Regions from separate parts of the Sus scrofa genome. Here region 1 is linked to region 2. The links are chromatin contacts, called in public promoter capture Hi-C maps. All regions are on one chromosome and are shown on one strand. Each heading gives the region's core, a stretch centred on a gene start, on an enhancer-like site or on the middle of the called end of the contact. The rest is flanking DNA. Distances are from core to core; before and after follow the strand shown. Region 1 overlaps LUZP1 (leucine zipper protein 1). Region 2 holds the start of KDM1A (lysine demethylase 1A).

Evidence for each region. Promoter capture Hi-C pulls out the DNA fragments that hold promoters and counts their contacts.
Region 1: a contact with region 2 is called in a promoter capture Hi-C map of liver, with 4 times the contacts expected there. The contact joins the enhancer-like site here to the promoter of KDM1A in region 2. A contact is called at or near these places in 1 of 5 promoter capture datasets (liver), 18 of 47 Hi-C or Micro-C datasets (blood, brain, embryonic fibroblasts and 10 more) and 2 of 2 datasets of contacts at active chromatin or transcription factors (alveolar macrophages and skeletal muscle).

What each region holds. Positions count from the first base shown.
Region 1 is chr6:81,078,912-81,085,237 of Sscrofa11.1, reverse strand. All of the region lies in intron 1 of LUZP1 (leucine zipper protein 1), which reads left to right. Among named protein-coding and RNA genes, the nearest start is that of HTR1D, 9.6 kb to the left of the region's middle. Within about 2 kb of position 4,652, at least 5 of the 83 cell types and tissues checked have an H3K27ac peak or open chromatin away from gene starts, as enhancers often do. A contact at or near this core is called in fetal liver and liver, where this site is marked.
Region 2 is chr6:80,898,941-80,905,707 of Sscrofa11.1, reverse strand. It overlaps KDM1A (lysine demethylase 1A), which reads right to left and starts at 2,212. Exons shown (of 22, transcript NM_001112687.1): 1 at 1,800-2,212. The coding sequence starts at 2,153. It overlaps TEX46, which reads left to right and starts at 6,754. Exons shown (of 2, transcript XM_021097600.1): 1 at 6,754-6,767. The coding sequence starts at 6,754.

The DNA.
Region 1 (6,326 bases), core at 3,403-5,902, 180 kb before region 2:
TCAAGTCAAATGGCAACATGCCAGTTCCCCCAGAAGGTGAATTTTGATTGGCTTCAGGCAGTTGGGATAATTCCATTCCCTTTACTAGGGATTGGTCGGGGGGTGGACATGTGACTGGTTCTGGCCAATGGGGTGTAAGGGAAACCAACTGGCCAGATCTGCCAGGGACCCAAGGGAATTCCCAGGATCTGTGAATTTAGGTACAAAAAGGAAAAGTACCATGCCAACCTGGACAAGTCGGTCATGTAAGATAAAAGGGGAAACTAACAACATTGTATGTCAACTATATTTCAAATAAAAAATAAATAAAAAGATATATAAGGGGAAGTTGTTAGGGGATTTGAGAAAGCTACTCCTTGTAGAAAAAGAGAGACATACAAGAAAAAAAAGTTCTTCCTGCTTGGGAGCAGTCCTGTGAGGATGGGAAGCTTGGGCAGTCATCTTGTGATGCTGCATGAAAACACTGTACCTCCAGGATGGCAGAGGAGAAAGAGCAAACCTATTTCCCTGACTGTATCACTGAGGCACCAAAGCAGTCCTGGGTTTGCCTGTCTCAGATTTTTTGCTAAGGGAGCAGTAACTTCCTTATGGTTTCGACACTGTTTGCTGGATTTTTCTGTTACTTGCTGTTGAATGCATCCAGATGGATACCAGGAGGACCCATCTCTCTCTTTGCTGCCTGGTCCTCCCATAGGTTGGATGGCAGCAAGGTTGGGCAGCACAAGGCACTCTCAGGTTGGCACAGGCTTGGCGTCCTGGGCAGAGAAGTGAAAACAGCCAGAGATGTTTCTGAGTGAACCAGCAGTGTGTTAAACAGCTTATGTCCATGGGCCACTTTGAGAGGTGACACAGGGATTTCCAATCAAGTATGAACACTCCCTGAGGTCTGTGGACTCAGGGTGATTCATCGGAAGTCACACTCACATGAATTAGTTTGAATCTAGGTCCGGCCCATCCAAAGGGCATGTTCTTTCTCTTCACAGTTCTGTCTTGGTTACATTATGAAGAATAGATACCTCCTAGAACATGCTTGGTGACAGGAAGATCAGTGCCCATGAGATGCCCAGGTCATCTTGGTCAGCTTTGACTGTTGCTCCCACTGGGCCCAAATCTGATTTCTAGTAGCTTCCACCTGCATCCCTATCCTGCCTTTCTGAAATCTGGAGACCAGGGCTGTATCTCCTCAGGTTAATCAGCCTCCTGCCTCGTCAGAACTTAACATAACCTGGGAAACAATTGGCCCATTCCACACTCGTAGTCAAAATAAAAGGGCTGGGGAGTTCCCATCGTGGAGCAGCGGAAACGAATCCAACTAGGAACCATGAGGTTGCGGGTTTGATCCCTGGCCTCACTCAGTGGGTTAAGGATCTGGCATTGCTGTGAGCTGTGGTGTAGGTTGAAGACACAGCTCAGATCTGGTGTGGCTGTGACTCTGGCGTAGGCTGGCAGCAACAGATTCTATTGGACCCCTAGCCTGGGAAACTCCATATGCCATAGGTTCGGCCCTAAAGAGACAAAGACAAAAATAAATAAATAAATAAATAAAAGTCCAAGTCTTGCACACACCTAGTGCTTTTCAGCTGGCTACTCTCTCCCTCTTCCTGACTCCTGATTCTATCTCTGTACAGTTGGGCCCAAGGGGAGGACTTTTCATTGATCCATGTTACATTTCTTCTTGTAGATTCCTACACACCGTTCTGAAGATTAAGTGGGTTTTGAATCCTGATTCTGTCAGCCTCTACATGTGCTGTCTCTCCCAGCTCTGCAGGTCCTTGTAGTAAAGTTTTCTCAAATGTTGAAGAACTATCTACTGGGGACGGGGTTGGGTCCCTTGAATGACCATCTCCAAGCTAGCACTGCTAAATGTAATAAGGATACCTCTTCTGGGAGTTCCCTTGTGGTGCAGTGGGTTAAGGATCTGGTATTGTCATCTGCTGTGGTGCAGGTCCAATCCCAGCCTGGGAATTTTCGCATGCTGTAGGCACAGCCAAAAGAAAAAAGAAGGGGGGAGTTTGCCTCTTCTGGTGAAGGAATTGGTACTCCAGAAGAATAGAACAAATAGAATGTACATTCATATAGGAGATTTATTTCAATGAATTGACTTGGGCAATTGTAGAGGCTTGATGGATCCAAAACCAACAGGCTAAAGATTCAGATAAAGGAGTTGCACCTTGAGTCCAAAGGCAGTCTGCAATCAAAGAGCCAATGTTGCTGATGAAGTCCAAAGGCCATCTTCTGGAGAAGTCCCTCTTTCTTGGGGAGGTCAGCCATTTTGTTCTATTCAGACCTTCAACTGATTGGATGAGGCCCACCCATATTCTGGAGGGCAATCTGCTTTACTCAAAGTCCACTGGCATAGGGAGTTCCTGTCATGGCCTGGTGATAATGAACCCGACTAGTATTCATGAGATTACAGTTTCGATTCCTGGCCTTGGTCAGTGGGTTAAGGATCTGGCTTTGCTGGGAGCTGTGTAGATCACAGATGTGGCTTGGATCTTGTGTTGCTGTGGCTGTGGTGTAGGCTGGCAGCTACTGCTCTGATTCTACCCCTAGTCTGGAAACCTCCATATGCTGCAGATATAACCTAAAAAGACAAAAAAAAAAAAAAAAAAAAAAAGTCCGCTGGTGTAGAGGTCCATCTTGGAGTTCCCACTGTGGCTCAGTGGAAATGAATCTGATTAGCATCCATGAGGACACAGGTTTGATTCCTGGCCTCGCTCGGTGGGTTAAGGATCTGACCTTGCCATGTAAGTCACAGACATGGCTTGGATCTGGCATTGCTGTGGCTGTAGTGTAGGCCAGCAGCTGTAGCTCCCATTCACCCCTTAGCTTGGGAACCTCCATATGCTGTGGGTGTGGCCCTAAAAGACAAAAATAAAAATTAAAAAATAAAATAAATGTCCATTCTATCCAAAAACACCCTCATAGGAACGTCCAGAATAATATTTGACCAAATATCTGGGCATTGTGGCCCTGACAAATTGACACGTAAAATTAACCACCCTCCTCCCCCTTGCTTCCATCACCAGGTTCCCTGACAGCACGTCACTCTGACCTTTGATCTCTCATCAGACGATGAGCCCCACAGGGACTCTCACTGATCTTTGTCCTTGTAGTACCTGGCCCATAGCCAGCGCTCAATTAATGATAAAAACAGCTAGCATTTATTGAGCTCTTACTGTGTACCCAGGTACTGCCCTAAGTATTTTATGAGTATTAACTCATTTAACCCATGTGAAGTTGATCCCTTTATTATCTTCCAAGTAAAATACTGGAAGTGCCAAGAAGTTAAATAAGTTGCCCAGTGTCAGACTGCTAGCAAGTGGTGGAGCCAGAATTCAAGCCCTACAATTGTACCCCAGAATCTACACTCTTAACCCCCATGGATGTGGCCGAGGCCAAATGGTTTGTGACAGTGAGGGAAAAACACAGGTTTAGAAATCAGACAACCCTTGCTACCCCTGCCAGCTCTTCCATTTACGTGTTTAATGTCTCTCTGTGCCTCAGTTTGCTCCTCTGTATAGCATGGATAATAATATCAGTCTTTTTGGAGGCAGTGAAGGAGAAAAATATACCTTTATTGCTTTGCCAGGCAAAGGGGGCCACAGCAGGCTAATGCCTTAAAGACTGTGTCCGAATATCAGCCTTATAGGATTGTTGAGACCTGGCCCTGTGCCCAGGATTGTAGCATTCAAAATCAGAGAGTTTTTTTTTTTTTTTCTCTTTTTTGGCCACACCCATGGTATATGGAAGTTCCTGGGCCAGGGATTGAATCCAAGCTGCAGCTGCGACCTATGCCACAGCTGCTATAATGCCGAATTCTTAATCCACTGTACCGGGCCAGGGATCGAACCCACGCTGCTGCAGTGACTCAAGCCACCACAGAGATGATGCCAGATACTCAACCCACTGTACTGCAGCAGAAACTCAAAGCAAGGAGAGTATTGATTGAACCCAGGCCATGGTTCATTCATGAGGAATTTTTGTTGAGCACCTACTATGTTTCAGGTGTTTTACAAACATTTTCTTAATTAATCTTTGTATCAGCCATGGAAGGAGTCCATGTCCTTACCCCCTTTTACAGACGGGGAAGTAGAGCTCAGAGGACTTGTGAGTCACATAACCAGGTGGAGATTTGTCCCATTGTCCCCGGATACTGCAGAGCTAGTGCTCTTTTCTCTGTTCCAGTGATCACAAACTCAAGGGACTGTATGGGCCATTCATAAGTGAGTGAAGCTGACTGGGTGGGATACAGTTGGGAGATGTGGAGACTCTGGTGACCAGAGCTCCTATGCCCTAACTAAAGGTGGCAGCCACTAGTTCGCTCCAACGGACTCGTGTTATACGGAAATGTGCCTCCTCTGCTGCCTTTGAAGAGAGTAGGAATTCGGATTTCCTGTGCAATCCCTTTATTTTTAAATGTTGAAAACTAATTCAAAAAACAAACCACTGTGCAACTATGCAGACCGCAAAACAAGCCTGTGAGCTAGATCTGGCCCCTAGGCCACCATTTGGCAACCTCGGAACCTCCCCAGGCTATTGGCTAATTTCTGTACCTGTTCTGCAGTTGGATCCTCCACAGAGCTCACAGTTTATCTGGGGAGCAAAGTGCACAAGCAGATTAGAAAGCCAGACAGCCTGTCCACCACTGTCCTGTCCTGTACCCCAGCCTTAGCTCCACCCCCACAACTTCCTCAGGTGCCATCCTAGCCACCTTCCTGTCACAGGAAGGACTGACTTGCAGAGGAGAGGAAGGGACAGTGTCCTGTTTACACAGCCCCTGGCAAGGAGCAGATGCAAGCAATTCTCTGCATCTGGGAGTTTTAGGATCATGCATTTACCTGCTCTTCCAGGGCCTCTTGCATTGGTTCCCAAGGGTGGGAGCAGGGATTCCACCTGGAGAATATCGACTGGAAGGGACAACCCCAGTCAGATCACTAACATCAGAGCAGCAGTTCACCTTTTGGTTGTTTTACTTCCTTGATCCCCCAACAACTTGGTGAAATGGGACCTACTTATTCCCATTTTGCAGGTAGGGAGACTGAAGCTCAAAATGGATAAGTAATTTGTAGAGTTCCCATTGTGGTCCAGTGGAAACAATCCAACTAGGAACCATGAGGTTGCGGGTTTGATCCCTGGCCTTGCTCAGTGGGTTAAGGATCTAGCATTGCTGTGGCTGTGGTGTAGGTCGGCAGCTGTAGCTCCAATTCAACCCCTAGCCTGGGAACCTCCATATGCCTCAGGTGTGGCCCTAAAAAGAAAGAAAGAAAGAAAAAAAAGGTTAAGTAATCTGCACAGCAATTAAGTTGCAAAGCCAGGATACACTTCTAGTCAATGTGACCAAGAGCCAGTACTGCTGGCTACCAGCCTAAACCACTTCCCCAGCCACAGTCCCACTAACTGCTTGACTCCTTCCCATTCCTACCAAGTTATCTTTACAAAGAAAAAAAAAATGTAGGGAGTTCCCTTGTGGCACAACAGGTTAAGAATCCAGCATTGTCATTGCTTGGGTCGCTGCTGTGGCATGGGTTCAGTCCCTGTCCTGGGAACTTCCACATGCTGAGGGCGCAGCCAAAAGAATGTTTTGTATCATTCCATTGTCGTAACAGTGCTGCGTTCTCTGAATTATACCCATTTCATACTTGAGAGAATCAAGGTTTAACATGGTGAAGGAATTTGCCCAAGGTTACAAAACTAGTTAGGGACAGATTGAGATTCAAATTCAAGTCTGTTCTTTAACTAGCTCAGACTGAAAACGTCTTTTAGTTTTGTTTTATGCAGAGAAATATCTGTCCCCTTGAAGTAGCAGTCCTAATTCCTATTCCTCCCAGTTTTTTCCCCCAGACACCCTTTCAGATATTTGAAGGAAGACACATGTACCCCCTTAAGTCTTTTTATTTTTTTTTATTAAACTATAGTTGATTTACAATGTTGTGCCAATTTCTGCTGTACCGTTGAGTCTTATTAATGCCAGAGTTAATATTCTGGCTCCTCCAACTGTTTCCCCATAAAATGTGATTTGTGGTCCCCCTTTCAGTTATTATTTTGTTCATTGTCCTATGGATGAGTTACACTTTCTCATGTGCCTTTCAAAGTTCTGATCCCAAATAGAACACAGGACTCCAAACAAGGGCAGAAGGACTATCACCTCCTTTATTGTACATACAGTGCTTCTATTAATGTGGCCCCAAACCCAGTAAAGCATCTACATCTAAAGCACTGCCCTATGCACTTGTGATAGAGAACGAACAAGGCAGCACTTCCCTGCTCTTCTGGAATTTACATTCTTCCCACTGAATTAAGGAAGGACATAGAGTCCCAGGTCA
Region 2 (6,767 bases), core at 963-3,462:
AAGCAAAAAAAACCCAAAAAAACCCAAAACACCTAAGGGGAGTTCTCGTTGTGGCTCAGCCGGTTAAGGACCTGACATTGTCTCTTTGAGGATGCAGATTTGATCCCTGGCCTTGCTCAGGATCCAGCCTTGCAGTAAGCTTGCAGCATAGGTATTGCTGTGGATGTGGCGTGGGTTCCCGATGCAGCTAAGATTCATCCCTGGCCCTGGAATTTCTATATGCCCCAGGTGTGGCCATAAAAAGAAAAACAAACAAAAAGCACTTGGGGAATTCCCACCATGGCTCAGTGGAAACTAGTATCCATGAGGTTCGATCCCTGGCCTCGCTCAGTGGGTTAAGGATCTGGCATTGCCGTGAGCTGTGATGTAGGTTGCAGACTTGGCTCAGATCTGGTATTGCTGTGGCTGTGATGCAGGCCAGCAGCTACGGCTCAGATTAACCCCTAGCGCGGGAACCTCCATATGACGTGGTTTCGGCCCTAAAAAAGACAAAAACAAAACAAAACAAAAAACAAACCAGTTGGGCTTCTGCCTTCTACTTCATTTCTGAGAGTTGGGAGTTGCCAACCTCTGTGCCTTTCTAACTCATGTTTTAGTAAAAGCCCCCTCAGAGACTTCTCTCCTTCATACTGAGCACAGAGTATTCTCAAAGGGGCAGTTCAACCTGAAGGCTCTGTCTGGGCAATACTCAAGAAGCTCCTCATACACATTTATGTGTTACATAAATTACACAACTTAAAATATTTACTTACTTAAAAGTTCTATGTACATACATTTCCAGTTTTTCCAACTGTACCATGAAATCGCCAGAAAAGGCCCAAGTCTAAAGTTTGTGCCCTAGTACTGCCCCAGTGTTCTGCTTATTGCTGGTGTCCCATGTGGTCCTTTGTTTCAGAGGCTGATGATACCTTATCACATTGTAAGTGTAGGGCTTACATTCCAGTTCCACCACTTACCCAGCTTTGTGACTCTGGGCAAGTTGCTTAAACTGTGTGCCTCAGTTTACTCATTCCTCAAGTGGGGCTAGCAATACCTGCCAATTGGTGTTTAGCCAAAATACAATGTTGGTGACGCTCTGAACACAGCACCTGGCACCCAGAGATGTGAGGCAAGCTATCGCCTGTACATATCGTCATGTGACAAATCTTTTTCTTCCTGTATATCTACACCTTGACTAATTGATATTTGCCCTCTTCATCAGCTTCCTCCTTTGTAAAAATCTACGTCAAAAGAACGTTGACAGGATAAAAAGAAAAAGAGGAAAACTCTCCAGCATACAGAAAGGGCTCGAAAAAAAAAACCAAAAAACTTCCTTTTTTTCTGTCTTCAAGGCTAAGGCAATTTCTTTAGCATCATCCTACAGCCCCAACACGCTCCCAGCTGAAACACAAAAATACTGCCGAGCGGCTTCCAGATACATCTGTGAACAAGTGATATACGTCTTCAACAAGGCCCACCACAACTCCACGTCAGGGAGCCATTTTTTCCCAACCAAGAAAAGGAAAAGGTGTACGAGATGCAACGAGTAAAACAGCTCTCCCCGCCATCCCCCTTTCTCCCTGGACGGCCGGGTCCCAGCACAAAGACGCATTCACCGCTGGCAAAGACCTTCCCCTCTCTCACCCCACCCACCCGACTAGTGGGGGGGTGGGTGGAGATCCGTGACTGGGGAGGTCGAGGTGGGCGTGGGGCTCAAGGCCCAAGACCCCGGCAAGCGAGGGTGAGTGGTTATGGGGCTGGACAAGCTCGAGGAAGCTAGGTACTGGGATTTGTGGTTCAAGGGAGGGGTCGCGCCTCACCTTCGCCCGCTTGCGCCGGCTGGTCCGTCGCCCCTCCGGAGTCTCTGCGATTCCCGTTTCCATGGGGGTCGCAGATCCAGGCACGACGGTAGGCCCGGCTTGAGGCCCGGCGGACCCCGGCGGCTCGGCCAGGCCCCCGGGGGGAGAGGCTCGCGGGGGCTCCTTCTTGCGGGGAGTGCGCTCCCCAGCTGCCCCCGGCCCGGCCTCGGCGGGGCCGGACAGGCCCGCGGGCGGCGCAGTCACCTCCGAGCCGTTCTCCGCGCCGCCCGCTGCCGAGGCACCGGCCTCCGACCCGGCCGCTGCCGCCGCCGCCGCCGCCGCTGCGGCGGCTGCTGCTTTCTTCCCAGACAACATCTCGGGCCGCCTGGCCGCCGACGGCCGTAGGGGCCGCTCGGTCTGTCGGTCCGTGGGTCCGAAGCCGCCTTGCCTCACTTCACACAGTCTGCGCGCTACCAACCGCCGCCGTGAACGCACACGCGCGGAGCGCGCTCCCGCCGCGCCGGGACAATAAGGCCAGAGACGCCCACGGCCCCGCCCTCCCCGCTGCCATAGAGCGGCGTCCTCCAGGCTAGAGCGGCGCCATGGCAAACAGCGCGATGCTTTCCTAGAGCGTCTCCTTAGCCTTTGGGATCGGTCCCAACACCGTCCCTACCCTAGGGTTTCTGGGCCGGATTGCACCTCCGAGGGCGACCATTTCCTCCAGGGACTTGCGTGCTCCCTCATTCATTCATTCATTCATTCATTCATTCTCATTCACCTACTTGTCAACTCAACCAATATTTATTAAGCTTTACTGACTGACAAGTTCTGGCTTTCAAATAGTTTACAGTTTAGTGAGGGAAAACACTGACATGTAACTGGTAGATCTTATTTACTATTCATAATTGTCCTACTTGAACTGGGGGAATCTTGGAGAGCAACTGAGTTTCGTGGTAATAAAATGGAAAATAAAATAGGAAACGCAATATGCGTCCAGAAGGGATTGCCCTTGCTTCCAGAGCTTTGTTTATGCTCTTCATTTTGTCTGGACCCTCTCCCTCCTTCACACTCCCTCACTCGCACCCTTTTCCACTCCTACGCTCCCCATCCCCACAACATGACATCTTTCCACTCCAGGTTAATTCTTTCTAATGTCGCTGATGGTGGTGGTGGTTTATTCTTTTAATTCCTCAAGGAATACTTCACTGACTTGGAACAGACTGCGTTCAAGTTTATTCCCACTGGGACATGGAGCGGTAATTGCTTTTTCACAAGTCTGTGTCTTCAAAGCGTAATTTTCAAACAATGGAAGTTTGAGAACTGGTGAAATTAATCTCTAGTGATAGACTCCAATCAGTGGTTGCCTGGGATGAGGGTGGAGGTTGACTTCAAAAGAGCTGGAGAGAACAGGCTGAGAGTGATTGAAATGTTTCCTATCGTGATTGGGGTGTGAGTGTATTAGTCAAAACTCATTTTAACTATACACATAAAATAGGTATATTTTATGTCAACTGTACTTCGATGAAGTTGAATTATTATTATTATTTTTTTAATTTTAGCCACCCTAGGCATATGGAGTTCCTGGGCCAGGGATCAGGGCTCAGTTCCCAGCAGCTGTTTCAACCTATGCCACAGCTACAGCAGCACTGGATCCTTTAACCCACTGTGCCGGGTCAAGGGTCCAACCTGTGTCCTGGTGCTGCAGAGATGCCCCGATTCCCTTGCACCACAGTGGGAACTCCTTGAATTATTATTTTTTAAACTAAGCAAACAGAAAAAGAGACAAGTTCAGAAAACTAGAAGCTATGCCAAAAAGTGTAATCACAATACAACATATGGCTCAGCTGTGAACTACACTGATGGGTCTACAATAACAGATGGAATGAATATTGTTTTAACCAAAGGGATAGAATTATATTGAGAAAATGGAGAAAAGAGAGTGTGGAGACAGGGGTGAGAGGGGTTTGCAGAAGAGGGGGCAATGTGGGAATGGAGGGGGTTCAACATCAGAGCTAAATCCCCATCTACCATCATAAGAAGATAGAGCGTGTCAAAATTGAGCAATTTGGGAGTTCTTGCTGTGGTATAGTGGTTTAAGGATGAGAGTGGTCTCCGCATTGGCTTGGGTGGTTGCTAAGGCCCAGTGGGTTAAGGATCTGGCCTTGCTGCAGCTGTGAGGTAGGTTGCAGCAGCTGTGGCTCAGATTCCATTCCTGGCCCATGAACTTCCATATACTGTGGGAGCAGCCAAAAAAAAAAAAAAATTCAGAAATTCATAAATAACAGTATAAGCATACTATTTAGATATAACAAGATAGGCACCAGAAGAAACCGCTGAAAAGTTGGAATTGGTTGTCTGAGTGGTACAAAGTGAGAAGCGGGTGAGGCAGGAGATGGAAGCTTGCTTGTTTAAACCCTGTAGTTCTAGCTAACAGTTTTGCACATTTAGTAATTTGTTACAATTTAAATGAGATTTTAAAAATATGTGTATCCTTTGACCCAGCAATTCCACTTTCGAGGAAAATTTTCTTGGGAAATATTTAACTATGTGTACAAAGATTTAACTTCCATGTGTTTATCTCAGGTTCCTAAAGGCCCAACAAGTGGCCTTATATAATTAAATATATTAGAATAGCATAGTCATTAAAATTTACATCTGAACATAGAGAACTCCTAGAGTTCCCATTGTGGCTCAGTGGGTTAAGGCTCTGATGTTGTCATGAGCTGTGGTGTAGGCTGGCAGCTGCCCCTCCCATTCAACCCCTAGCCTGGGAACTTTTAGGTTTCCAGATGCGACCCTTAAAAAAAGAGAGAGAGAGAGAGAACTCCCATACAAAATAGTGAGCATATGTCAAAGATTTATTTTACTCATTATTGAGGGAATCAGCAGGATGGTAAAGCTGGTTCAAGGGAAAATAGGAGAAACTGATATAAAGTCACTGGTCAACGGAACACAGAATGCTGGACTAAGACTGCAAAGTTGAATAAGAAAAAAAATGGGGAGTTCCTTCATGGCTCAGCAGTAACGAACCTGACTAGGATCCATGAAGATGCAGGTTTGATCCCTGGCCTTGCTCAGTAAGTTAAGGATCCCATGTTGCTGTGAGCTGTGGTGTAGGTTGCAGACATGATTGGGATCCTGCATTGCTGTGGTTGTGGCTGTAGGCTGGCAGCTGTAGCTCCGATTTGACCCCTAGCCTGAGAACTTCCATATGCCGCAGGTGCAGCACTAAAAAGAAAAGAAAAAAAAGTCCTACAAGGCCATAAAACAGTAAATTCTGACATATTTTCTATGAGACAGAATTTATTTATTTATTTTTGTCTCTCTTTTTTTTAGGGCTGCACCCTTGGCATATGGAAGTTTCCAGGCTAGCGGTCAAATAAGAGATACAGCTGCCAGCCTATGCCAAAGCCACAGCAATGCCAGATCTGAGGAGTGTCTGTGGCCTACGCAGCAGCTTCTGGCAACGCCAGATTTTTAACCCCTGAGAGAGGCCAGGGATAGAACTCACATCCTCATGGATACCAGTTGGGTTCTTAACCTGCTGAGCCACAAGGGGAACTCCAGATGGAATTTACTTATATCTGTTTGCAAAAAATCATTTGCAACTTATCCATTTTCCCTAGAAATAATAAATTCATTTAAAACTTTTAAATTTGACTCATTTAAAATTAATTTTTTTAAATTGTAGTAATATACACATAGCATAAAATTTACCATCTTAACCTTGTTTTTTTTGTTTGTTTGTTTGTTTTTTGCTTTTTAGGGGCACATGGAGGTTCCCAGGCTAGGGGTCCAATCGGAGCTACAGCTGCTGGCCTATACCACAGCCACAGCAAAGACATATCTGAGCTGCATCTGTGACCTATACCATAGCTCACGGTAATGCCGGATCCTTAACCCACTGAGAGAGGCCAGGGATCAAACTCATAACCTCGTGGTTCCTGGTTGGATTCGTTTCTGCTGTGCCACCACAGGACCTTCCCATTTTAACCATTTTTAAGTGTACAGTTCACTAGAGTTAAGTGCATTCTGCAATCTCAAGAACTCTTTGCATCTTGTAAAACTCCGTCCTCATTAAACACCTTAGCATTCTCCTCTACCCCAACCCCTACCAACCACCATTCTACTTTCCACCTCTATAAATCTGACCAGACTAGATAGCTCATATAAGCAGAATCAAATAGCTTTTGTCCTTTTGCTTATTTTGCTTAGCATAATGTCCTCAAAGTTCACCTATGTTATAGAATATGTCAGAGTTTCCTTCCTTTTAAAGGCTAATCCCACTGTATGCATATACAACATTTCGTTCATCCATTCACCTGTTGATGGATTTTTGGGTTGCTCCACCTTTTGGCCATTGTGAAAATACCACTTTGAACATGTGTGTACAAACATCTCTTCAAGACCCTGCTTTCCAATCTTTGGGATCTGCCCAAGTGAAATTGCTGGAGCATCTTATCCAGCTGACTTCACTGAGTCAGGAACCTAATCAATATTAAATAGCAAACCCAACAAAATGTCCTGCCCCTAGAGGATCAGGTGACCAAGAAGTGGGCCAGGTAGACAATATCCTAGTATGACTGTGAATGAGCTTGCAAAACTCTTTTTGCCCTATTTCCAAGTTTTGCTGTCTCCCTCTCTGTGAGGGTAAAGGCTCTGTACTGCTGGCCTTTTTCTCCCAAGTGACTAGGCCCGGAAGTTCTGTTGAGTGACTGAGATATCATAAAGGCTTACACCCCTTGGCTATTGTGAGGATGTCATGAGATGATGCTTGGGAACTGCCTATCAAAGTCTGGCACACAGTGGCGGCTTAAGACATAGGAGTAATTAATATTATTGTTATGCGGCAGCTGGGGGTGGGGACTGGTTGTGACTCAGAGGAGGGGGCAGCTATGACTCCTGTCATGGAGAGGAGCTGTCCTAGATGGGGGACTGAGGCAGGGGCTTGGGGCTTGGGTATTTCCAAGCCACAATGCTAGGGGAACT